Regions from separate parts of the Mus musculus genome. Here region 1 is linked to region 2. Evidence: chromatin contacts called from public Hi-C data. All regions are on one chromosome and are shown on one strand. Each heading gives the region's core, a stretch centred on a gene start, on an enhancer-like site or on the middle of the called end of the contact. The rest is flanking DNA. Distances are from core to core; before and after follow the strand shown.

The links. Hi-C and Micro-C count contacts between places; a contact is called where the count stands out from the background.
Region 1: a Hi-C map of pancreatic cancer cells shows a contact between it and region 2, with 1.9 times the contacts expected there. The contact joins two enhancer-like sites. A contact is called at or near these places in 2 of 484 Hi-C or Micro-C datasets (liver and pancreatic cancer cells) and 1 of 9 other capture datasets (adipose tissue).

The regions. Positions count from the first base shown.
Region 1 is chr12:56,902,481-56,908,763 of GRCm38.p6, forward strand. The region is part of intron 2 of Slc25a21 (solute carrier family 25 (mitochondrial oxodicarboxylate carrier), member 21); the gene reads right to left. Gm30001 (a long non-coding RNA gene) reads left to right here. Exons shown (of 4, transcript XR_003950118.1): 3 at 4,233-4,930; 4 at 5,403-5,501. Among named protein-coding and RNA genes, the nearest start is that of Gm30001, 7.8 kb to the left of the region's middle. Within about 2 kb of position 3,406, at least 15 of the 459 cell types and tissues checked have an H3K27ac peak or open chromatin away from gene starts, as enhancers often do. A contact at or near this core is called in pancreatic cancer cells, where this site is marked.
Region 2 is chr12:56,779,724-56,785,575 of GRCm38.p6, forward strand. All of the region lies in intron 3 of Slc25a21 (solute carrier family 25 (mitochondrial oxodicarboxylate carrier), member 21), which reads right to left. Among named protein-coding and RNA genes, the nearest start is that of Gm46352, 77 kb to the left of the region's middle. Within about 2 kb of position 1,723, at least 32 of the 459 cell types and tissues checked have an H3K27ac peak or open chromatin away from gene starts, as enhancers often do. A contact at or near this core is called in pancreatic cancer cells, where this site is marked.

The sequences.
Region 1 (6,283 bases), core at 2,156-4,655, 120 kb after region 2:
GTGTGAGATGCTTCTGGAGGACAATAGGTTTAAAAAAAATAAATAAATGCATGGCCAGCTATAACTTCTGAAGAAGAACCCAGAAAACACTGGCTGTCAAGAGGAAGGTGTGGATATGAGAACTTAAAATGGAAGGAAGGGGCTTGAACAATGTCCCTGCATCGTGTATAGCTGGGTTAAGAGCTTTTTGCAAATGACTGGTCTTCATGACAGGCAGACTGAAAGAATACCTTTGTGGTGGGTGCCAGCTATCTAGGCCTTAGCCAGTGTTTCAGGTCAGTGGCACTGGGGCTCACAGGCATCCTCATCTGTGGAGCAATCCTTTGAACGTCATGCCCTCTGAATCAGTCGGATGCCTTGCTGGGGCTCACGGTGTTTGTCACATGCTATTTGTGTCTCGTTTAGGCCAATGGACTAATTCCTTTGTTTAACTCAGTGGTTCTCAATTGGAGGAAAGGGTGATTTTGTGTCTTGAATTTTTGGCATGGTCTAGAGATGGTTTTGCCTGCTAAATTGGTATGACTGGCATCTAGTAAGGACACCAACGGACACTGGTAAAGCATTCCTAACCACCCAAGACAGATCCTGAAACAAAGGGCTGTCCAACCCAAAGTGTCAATAGAGCTGGGATTGAGAAAGTCTGCCTATCCTACAAGGAAGGAGGCTTCTTTAGGATCCCCATTAAGCTGGGTGGAGGGAAAACAGGGAGGACAAGTCGGCACCGATCTGATGTCTTTGAACACAAATCCACACTACTGTGGTAAGGAATGTTTACTGATTGGTGACTCCCTCTGTTTGCTGTTGGTCCGAAAAGGAAGTAAGAGCTTTATGACCCTACCCAGGAACTGCTGGCATTGTTTGCTCTCCCTCTTCAGCTTGTCTTTCTGTATGTTGTTTCTAGCCTCACTTCAGTCTTTGATTTTGAAGCTGTCTGGCCAGTCCTGATCTGGATCTTAGCTTTTAGTCAGTCCTACCTTCTCAGACATGGTTTGCAAGAGGTAGTTATGGGTATATGTATGTGTGCGCATGCGCACACTCGTTCGCATACATGCCTCTGTGCATGGGTGTGTGCCTGTATTGCTGGTTTTGTTAGCTGGGGTGACAATCTTTCTGCAGTGCTAAAGTCGAAGTACCCAGGAGTGCTGGATGTATATCCCATCCGTTATTGCATCACTGACTGAGAGCCACCCTGGAGAGGAGCTTGGAGCTTAGTAGGGCAGTGAGCCAGGCACATGGGTGAGTGATGTGTGGAAGTCTCTGTAGCCCATACTCTGGGACATAGCTGTTCTGGTGGCGGTAACAAGACACTTCTATTGAACAAGAGGATTTTTCTAGAAATAACAAGGTTTGCTTATGGGATAGAGGGACATGGAAGATATAGAACTAAACGCTTACCCCATGCAGAAGATGTGGAAAGAGATGGAAAGGACCAAGCAGTGTCACAACTACTGCAGGAGTTTGTCTTGCTGTCTCTTCATGTAGTCTGGGGCAGCTTGACTACCATGTCTGCCAAGGAAGCTCACTAGCAGTACACTGTCTTCTTCTTTCTATTATTATAATAATTAATTTATATCCCAAATGCTGTCCCTCCTCCTTCTCAATGCCCCCTCAGAGAATTCCTCCTTCCTCTTCCCCTCTCCTTTGTCTCTGAGAGGGTGTCCTTCCCCCCACCCCCGGTGGGTATCCCTCCACTATGGTGCATCAAGTTTCTGCAGGATTAGGCACATCCTCTCCTACTGAGCCCAGACAAGGCAGTTGTCTGTTATATATGTGCCAGGGGCCTCTGATCAGCCCATGTATGCTCTTTGGTTGGTAGCTTAGTCTCCGGGAGCTCCCAGTGGTCCAGATTAGTTAACACTGTTAGCCTTCCTGGGAGGCTGCTATCTCCTTCAGGGCCTTCGATCCTTGCCCTAACTCTCCCATAGGGGTCTCTGACCTTCAGCCAATATTTGGCTTTGGGTATCTGCATCTGTCTCAGCCAGCTGCTGGTAGAGTCTGTCAGAGGACAGCATAACATCACTAATAGTGTCAGGGATTAGTGCTTGCTCATGGGATGTGTCTCAAGTTGGGCCAGTCACTGGTTGGCCATTCCTTCAGTCTCTGCTCCATCTTTGTCCCTGAATTTATTTTAGACAGGACAAATTTTGAGTGAACAGTTTTGTAGGTGGGTTGGTGTCCCTATCCCTCCACTGAGGGGTCCTATCTGGCTACTACATATGCTCCACTATGTTCATAGCAGTTTTATTCTTAATAACCAGAAACTGGAAGCAACCCAGATGTCCCTGAGCTAAAGAATAGAAACAGAGCATGTGGTTCACTTAGACAATGGAATACTATTCAGCTCTTAAAAACAAGAATATCATGAATCTGTAGCTACCAAGGGTCAGGGATGAGGGGTAGGGGGAATCTCTAGGAAGTCCTAGAGACCTGGGATAGGGGAGGCTCCCAGGGGTCAGTGCGAGTGACCTTAGCTGAAATGCCCAACAGTGGAGATATGGAACCTGAAGGGCATGAAGGCCTCTAATTCCTACTTTCTAGGATTCAAAAGCTGTCTAGCCAAGTGGATGCTTGGCATCTTTTTACAGGATGCCTTTTTATAGCCATTCCATTTCCTTGGGAATCTTTGCATATTTGTCACTGTGTGATGACTGCAGAATATAACCCAGAGCCTAATTGAATGTAAACGCTTGCTTTTATTTATGAGGAAATTCTTCATAATGTCGTCTATAAGCTCCAACTTAGGCCTGGGGTCTGGGACTGCTTGGTTTTGGTCTCCAGCGCTTTTCATCAAATGTGAGGGAGCTGAACAGCAGGACAAGCTGCTAAGTGGGGACAGGACCATGCTGGAGCTGCTTCCTAAAGCACAGGCAGGGAGCAAGCCAGTAGCTCTGGGATGGAAAGGCCTTTTAGGCAGCACCATGGGAGTCTATTTAAACAGGTGACCTTGCAGAGAGAGGCTCCGGCTCCCATTACCAACTGCTGGTTGGCAGGCAGGCTTGTTTTTATGAGCTCTCAACGCGCACACAGCGGGGCCAGGCGTAAATATGGAGGGAACTTGCCGAGACCCTGCTCCTTTTCCATAAAATGGATAGAAAAGAAAACAATGAAGAGGCTTTGTGAGAATTATCACCCTCTCAGCAAATGACCAGTGAGCATCGTTCAATTAATGTTTTCCGTTGACTTTATCTGAGGGGGGAAAAGGCGCAGAATACCAGAGATTTCTTTCAACTGTTGGGATTCCCAGGGAATGGTGGAAGGAGGAAAACAGCTGCTTGTATAGCAGTTTAAGGGTCAAATGCTGCTCTGCCCGGTGCCTCTGACATCACTTAACTCTCCCCGGGAGAGGGGCACTAGCGTCATTCTCTGGGCTGGCCAGCAGCAGGCCTGAAGGTGGGTCCGCAGCAGCTCAGTCTTGTTTCTCCTGGAGACCTACAGGGTCAGAAACTGTGAGGGAGCATTGCAACTAAGACTCTAAGTCTTTGTTTGTATTGGCTTGAGAGAGAATTTTTTTCACAATTTATGAAAACACAATGTAGCCAGAAAGTTACAATGTAAATGTGAGTTTCAAACTTTGCTGTAGTCATAGGTTAATCGTTAGTCATTTGTGGTTGACAAGGGAGGTTATAATTTGACACCTGGCAAAAAATCAAGCCCATTTCAGAGAAGTTAGGAGCTGGGAAATGAGATGGAAAAACACCCTCCATTTCCCTAGGAGGTCCCATGAAAAAGCATTTAGCAAAATCTCTTCTCTCCCTAGAAGTCAATTCCTAGTGTTTCAGGGCTGCACTGTCTCCTCGTCACTAACGGCTGGACAAACTGCTGGACAGCTGCCTTCCCAGCCTAAGAGCCTTGTAAGAACCTGGCAAAGAATGCACAAGTGATCTTCTGGGAGTTGAAGGAAAGAGATAAATAACTTCTCAACTTGATATTTAAGCAAAGGGACCACCGAAATTTTCCATGTCAGTCCTGAAAATACATTTTGAAGCCTCATAGAGTCCTGGGAGAAAAGGCCTTCAGAATGACAGAGCCTTCATTCTCAGGTCCCCCTGGTTAGACTCCAGATTCCCTTTGCTCGCTCTAACCATTTTCTTTTGTGCTGTGAGATCAAAATATTGAACTCTGAGTTTGGTATTTTCTGAACCCTGACCTCTCACAGGTGTTCTGGCTCATTTCCTGCGAGTAATGTTTAATTTGGGAATGTTTCCTTCTCTTCTCCCATTCCCCTGCTACAGCTTGAAACCTGGAACACCCGCACACAAGACCCAGGCTATCTTCCTGTGCTGCACAGCAAACACCCCAGTGTGCTCTCTCGGAACTTGGCAAGCATCTGGACGGGACAGCTTTCCTATACACTGGGAAATCAAAATAGAAAGCACCAGCTTTTTGCCAATTCTGCAACCTGAGGACAAATTTCAGGGTCATTTTTTTTTCTTATTTAACTTAATCGTTTCCCTATTTCAGTACTAAAAATAAAGTCAAATAATTTACTTAGGTGTTCAATATATATTAAGGAAACAGAAACATTTTAGGACCAGATATCAGCAAAATCCCAAAACATGTTCCTAGATTACCCGTTCCAAAGCACAGGTTACGCTCTGCCTCAATATGAAGAGTAGAAAGCATAACTTCCATATATGATACATTGCTTGCTTCAGATTGGGCTGTTTCCTGCTTGATACTTCTGTAGTAATTCTGTTTGTTTTTTCAGAAAAAGCTTTTCCACATCATAGAAGAGGATGTGAGAATATCGTAAGGCCCATGTAGGAGATGCCTCAGTGATGTCCTATTGGCTGGACGGGAATGATGCATACATGCATGAAGAGGAGAAGTGACTGTGTGCGAAGGAAATACACAAAATCAAGTCAGCCAAAATCCTAATGTGGATGGGTGAAGGGCTCAGGAAGGCTAACCCCCACTCAAGACATTATTGGTAAATTATGACTACTGTGGAAGGAACGGGTTCTTTAATGGCTGATGTCCACTTATAAGTTGCTATGACATAGTTGAGGAAGTATTCTTGTAGGATAGTTAAGTGTCTTTTGGGTGTATACCCATGCTATAATACATAGATGCAAAGAAACTGGGTAATAAGGAGGGTTCCAAGGGAAGAAATGAGATTCTCACTCAGAAGGGGAAATAAAATACTCATCAGAGGTGAATGGAGAGAGGGAACTGGGTAAAAGAGGGGGTGAGGAGGATGACAGGGGTGGGGATCAGATGAGGGCGGCAGGAGAGGGCTGGGAGTGAGAATGAAAATCAGCTGGGGGGGTGTGGCATCTCCAGTATTAGCTGTAGACCTGGGATAAGGAGTCTCCCAGGAAACTATGGAGTCAAACCTAGTTGAGATTTCTACCAGCTAAGGATATGGAGACTGAAATGGCCACCTCCCCTCCCATGGCCAGGATGGACCTCCAGTGGATGGAGGAGGACATCAACCAACCCACAAAACCTTCAAGCCAAAATTTGTCCTGTCTACAAGATGAGCAGAGATAAAGATGGAGCAGAGATTGAGGAAACAGCCAACCAATGATTGCCCCAGTTGAGACCCATCCCATGTGAGAGAGCCAACCCCTGATACTATTAATGATTCTCTGCTATTCTTGCAGATAGGAGCCTAGCATAACTGTCTCCTGAGAGGCTCCATCCAACAAAGGATGGAAACAGATCCAGAGACACATAGCCAAACATCAGGCAGAGCTTGGGGAATCTTGTGGAAGAGTGAGAGATAGGATTGAGTGAGTCAGAGGGATCAAGGACACAAAAAGACTACAGACTCAAATAGCCTGGGCCCATGGGGGTTCACAGAGACTGAACCATCAACCAGAGAACATGCAAGGGCTGGGCTTATACCCTCTATACATTGGTAACAGATATACTGCTTGATCTTCATATGGGTCCTTTAACGATTGGAGTGAGGACTATCCCTGACTCTGTTGCCTGCCACTGGATTGAAATGGTTGGGCTTCAATGGGCATGTGCTTAGTCCTACTGGAACTCGATGTCTCAGGGCTGGGTGATCCCCAATGGACGTTTCCCCTTCCCCTCAGAAAAGGGTATGGGGTAATAGGAGGAAGGATTTGTAAGGGTGGAACCTGAGGAGAGGGGCGATGATGTTGAGATGTAAAATAAACAAACAAACAAATAATAAAAACAAAATGATCAGAGTATACTGTATGTATACATTTTTTTTCCTGTGAGAAAAATACCGCTCCAACAAGGAGTGTGAATTATCTTAAATGTCAGTACTTGAAATTCACTAATTATATTGCAGAGATAGAGTAGA
Region 2 (5,852 bases), core at 473-2,972:
AAATCCCCACTTGCTTTAAGATAGCTCCTGAAAACTTTAGACTGTGGTGAGGAGTGAGTAAAGACGGGGCAGGGCCCAACATTCTCCAAGTCTGACTCAGGTGGAGAAACTTATAATAAGGAGTGGAAAGAAATCTCACGTTCTACCCTCCCCTTCCTTGCCTGAGTCACCACTTTGCTGGTTTCAGTGTTTTGTTTTGTTTTTTTAAATACAGTATGTAAAAACTACTTATCAGAAAGTTATTTGTTCTATAGAGCTGGACTCTTACAGTCAGGCTAAGAAATTTTCTGAGTTGCTTTCAGTAGGCTTTGTGTTAGGGACAGTAATGAGGGTTACTTCCTTCTTTGTGGTTCCTCAAGACAAAGAAAAGCAGTGTAGCTTCCTTGAGACTGACTTTTACAGAGAGGCAAACCTCAGACATCAGAAAGCTTATTATCAATTCAACTGATAAGTTTTTTGTTTTTTTAAAGAAAGCATCCATTAAGCAAGGAAATAGCAGATAAAAGACGTTTCCAGCTTAAGGCTGGGGAGAGGCAAGCATAAAGCCCAGAGTTCAGATTCCCCAGAGCCCACAGAAAAGCTTATATCCCAGCTCTGGAGAGGCAGATTTCTGGGACTCAATGGCCAGTTAGCCTAGTGACAGAGTTCCAGGCTCAGTGAATGACCCTGTCTCAAAACACAAGAGGCTGGGGACGTGGGTAGAGTGCTGGGTTGTACAACTTCCTGGGTGTGATCCCATGAGTGCTTGCTCATTGTCCATGAACCTGGTTATGATCCATAATGCTCTAAGAAATGGGTGTAGAGACACAACATCCAATCACAGCCCTGGGGAGGGAGGAAGGAAGGAGGATCAGAGGTTTAAGAACCCAGTGAGTTCCAGGCCAGCTGGGGCTACCTGAGAAACTGCCTCAAACTCCTACTTCTTACCAACTAAATAAGGTGGAGTGTGACTTTAGGATGTATGTGCAGAACTGGAACACACATGTGAGCTCACACACACACACACACACACACACACACACACACAGAAAGAGAGAGAGAGAGGGAGAGGGAGAGGGAGGGAGGGAGAGAGAGAGAGAGAGAGAGAGAGAGAGAGAGAGAGAGAGAGAGAGAGAGAGAGAGAGGCAAATCTCCTGGCCATGCAAACCCAGTCTTTTCCTGGTATTCCCAGAGAGAAAATGGTATCATGCCTCAAAAGAGGCCAGATTCATAGGCCAAATCTAGGAACAGTTAACCCTGGAAAGGCCAGCACGGACATACACACTCTCTGAGACTGCAACGCAAATACAGAAATCATTTCCAAGGTGAAAAGCCCTTCCCCAGCCACCTGCAATGCACGCAGCCATGAGAAGGCTACCTCCACCTGGAGCCTACTGCTTTGCCAAGAACCTGGCAGTCAGTAAGCATCCAAAGTTACAGCAATACAGGTGAAGCATGAAACAGCAGCGACAGGGAGAGCGACACCAGATCCCCAGTTGGGGAAATTGGAACGCATTAGCACATCTGTATTTCTAACAGAGTACAATCACTACATTTTATTTTATTTCCACAGTCAGGGCCTAAATGAACATCACCATTCAGTTCTGTTCTGGGCAACTGTCCAAGCTCATCTTTGGTGCAGTTGATTTTGAAGCCTTACGGTCAATCACATCTTGACAATTTGTTCTTCCTTCAGGCTTCAGGCATCCTCCTGATTTCCAGCTCTGGTTTGGAACGCCTGAGTCATCCCTTTTGGCAACAAGACCAACCCAAATCAGTCATTCTCTCCAAGTTGTGCTGAAACAGGCATCGTGTGCTGGTTGGTTTTCTTCTCTTTCCCTTCACATCATTCTCCTTTAAAGCTCTCCCAATACAACGCTGACTGAAGGCATACAACACCCTCTTTATTCACTGTTACACCCCAGTTTCTCATCCACATGCAGTTGCTGTATAGCTAACACAGCGAGGCCTTCGTCCAGTCCTGGACTATGCGTGCATGGCTTCCAATCCTTGGATGGGCAGGGTATATAAGATGTGACACGTTAGGTTGTTATCTGACATTGTTTATACCCCACAAGTCTCAGTAATTCACGGGATGGAAATAAGGAGTGTTTGTTTGTTTACTTAGTATAAATTAACTATTTTATTTATTTATATCCCAAATATTGTCCTTCCCTGTTCCCCTTTCAGAGTTCCTCCCCTATCCACCCTCTCCTTTGCCTCTGAGAGACCAACCCCTATATCCCCCTCACCCTGGGGCATCAATTCTTTACAGGATTAGGTGCATGCTCTCCCACTGAGACCAGACAAGACAGTCCCCTGCTACATATGTGCTGGGAACCATGGATCAGCCCCTGTATGCTCTTTGGTTGTCGGTCAGTCTCTGGGAGCTCCCAGGGGTTCAGGTTAGCTGATGTTGTTGGTCTTCCTATGGGGTTGCCATCCCCTTCAGTTAGCAGAAGGAGGTTTTATACCAGTGTTATTTGAATGACATAGACTCTGTGATTTGAAGCTAAAAACATTTCAGGGGCAGTTGGGGTCATTTTCATGTAGTCAGTAGAGTGGGAAAATGGTATATCTTTCAAAGAAAAGAAAACAGTTTAGAAGTGTTAAATTAAGTGGATTTTTTGTTTAAGAAAAGCAAAACAATTAAAACCAACCAACCAACCAACCAACCAACCAACCAACCAAAAAAACCAACTCAATAAAGACCAGTGTGATGAAACTTTTAGTTCTAACCAAAAAAAAAAAAAAAAAAAAGTTTTCACTATTCAATTCACATTAGGTCTTCAGATACAGATAAAATTTTTAATTGAAAAAAAATTTATACAATATATTTTGATCCTGTTTTCCCCTCCCCTAATTCCTCTCAGATCTTCTCTGCCTCCATACTTCCCAAGTTTATATTCTCTCTCTCTCTCAAAAAGAAACAAAACAAAAACAAAAGAACAATTAACAAATAGATACCCACATTAAAAAAAAAAAACGAAAACATCAAAATAAAGAAGCAAAATGAGAGAACAACAACAACGGCCCAAATAAAGCAAAATGAGACAAAAATACAATTGAATTCTGGTCATGGGGCTTCTGAGGAAGTGTGGTCACTATACCCAGAGAGACTCCTTTGGAGAAAACTGAGTTCCTTTGCTGGCAGCTATCAATTGCAGATAGTTTCTGGGTAGCCATGGGAGCCTGTGTCCACTTCCTCTTCTTAGTGCTGGGACCCAGCTGGCTGGAACCTGTGCAGGCCTTTGTGTGCTGCCCCACTCAGTCACGTCTGGAAGACACCCTTTCCTTGGAGTCATTCGCCAGCTCTGGCTCTTACAGTATTTTTGCCTCCTCTTCTGAATCGATCCCTGAGCCTTGAGGAGAGGGCTTTAATGAATAAACCCCATTTCAGACTCTCATTAACAAACCCTCAAAGTCTCTCATTCTGCACTTTGTCCAGTGGTGGGTCTCACAGACAATAATTTTTATTAATCCATTACTAAGAATTAACTGAATAAAGTTTCTGGTTATAGTCCTTTGATTTTTTTTTTTATTTAAACCATACCAATTTCATTGTAGGTGATATAGAAGAATTCTTTAAAGTTTTTTATGAATACATGTTTAAAGTTGAATCTTCAGTATGAATTTACCGGAATAATTAAAGTTTTTCTAATGTGTCTAAAAAAAATAAACCTATGACTTCTCCTTTCTAAAGTACAAAATATAAGTTTGGCTGTCTGTGTCATTTAGGAGGTGGGTCTGTGGCTCCATCCCTGGGAAGCTGGCAGAGAGCTCTACTCACTAAGCAGGCTGCTCCATTCAGGCCAAGGGAGAAAGCATTCACGTCCAGAGCCCTGAAGGAAATGCTAAGGATAGAAAAAGTGAAAACAGCGTTGGGAAGCAACCAGAGTGGTGAATGACACTGGTAAAATGCAGGTATTAACTCCCCTATCACTCAACAGAAGACTTAGTTATAACCAGCTACACAATAAATATATCACTTGTTGGTGACAGTAAATTACCTTGCTCATAACGAGCACACTTCTCTTTGGAAATAAGACTCAGTCTTTCCCTTATATGGAGGCACTGACTGTGAAAAGGGACGGAAAGACAAAGTAAAGCAAAACAAAAAGGCAAAGATAAGCTGGCACATTCTCCATTGGCCAGCTTCCTGGTAAGTAAGGCCACTGGTAAGTAAGTCTCCAGAGAGATTCCCTTGCTCTGTTCAGAAAACATTGTGTTCTCATCTATAGTTTGTCCTCTGTATTTACTTTCTCATCTTCCCATTCATGAAATGATTATCATTCATCTATCCATTCATAAATATGTTTTGTGCTAGGTGAAGGACCTATTTCTAGGCCCACATGTTAACACAGTAGTTCCATTGTCCTATATTAACTGACATCTTTATTTTCTCCATGAAGACTTCTCAGAATTGGCAGAACAAAAACTCCATCCTTGTTAGTGTACTTGGCCTACATTGTTTGGTGAATGTGATACCCTAAATATTATGTTATTAGATATAGCATGTAGGAATATTTAGGTGATATTTAAATATTAAATACATATACATATATATATATTCATATATAATCTAGGCACATACACATATATATCTATTTGTAGATAGACAGATCCACATATATGACTTAGATCTATATCAATAGTCTGAGTGACTTGTATAATTTTTTGACTTGTATAATTTTAACTGAATAGAATATACATTATGCATCTAAATACTTTATTTAGTTAAAGTTATAACATGCTAAAGAAACAATAAACCTTCTAGTCATTTATTACTAGTAATTCAAGGTTACTTGTCAATAAAGGCAATGTGATTTGGGGCTATGAAGCTACACAACTTAGCCATCAGCTTGGCTCAATTATATATTATCTGTTTATCCACTATGGGAAAAAAGAATGGTACAACAAAGGTAACAAACGAATTCTCAAACATCATTGTTAAAATAGAGGCATCCACTATGCCTGTTCTCTGGAAATGACTTAGTTGCTTGATTTAATAGCCTGGCCTAGCAGCAGGGTCATATTTGACTGCAGTTGAAGAAGAAAGACCCAGAATTTACAGATGTCCTTCACAATTGGAATCTTATCCCAAGTATGTGACCTAGTCCAAGGGATTCACAGCCTGTATGGAATTTTGCTGTGAGCAAGGAATTTAAATAGTAAGATGTGTATACCAAGAGCTCTGTGTTCTCTGCTTCCAAAGTACAGGTCTTATTTGAAAGTTCACAAACTCTTTATAGTCTTCAACTAGTGTACTCCTTTTCCAAAATTAATTTCTTGAGGTGCCCCCTGGTGGTCTCAGAGTTAAAGAGAACTCAACAATTATCACTACTAACTATTCACTGGACCAGGAACTTTTTAAAGTTACAAGTTGTAGTCTGATTTAGTCATCTTTCAATTTACTAAAAGTCTGCAAAGAAAAAGTATTGGGACACTCTGGACTTTTATTGTAATTAAGACTATTGGGGACCAAGTTAAAATCAAAAGGGTAATTGTAAAATACTTCACAATTGTTATTCTATTCAAGGCTTACATGAAGTAGATGGTAACGTCTCCACTTTAGGAGAATACAGACTAAGAAGTAAAAGAGCTAGGAAATGGTGGCATGGAATCAGAGCATGGCCCCTGATCAAGCTCTGCTTAGTTTCTAGGAGGAGCTAAGAGATTTGGGTTTTGATTGGAGAAGCTGAGCCAGGGCAGTTCCTGTTGTCTTTGATAGACCTCTGTTCCAACTGTTAAGGGCTTGGGTTCTTATCAGCTGACTAAACCAACATAAATGGGTAGTCCCTGAGTCATGTGATGTTAATAAGCTAAAACCCATATGCACACACTCTGTGGGGTTCTGAGTATGCATTCTTCCA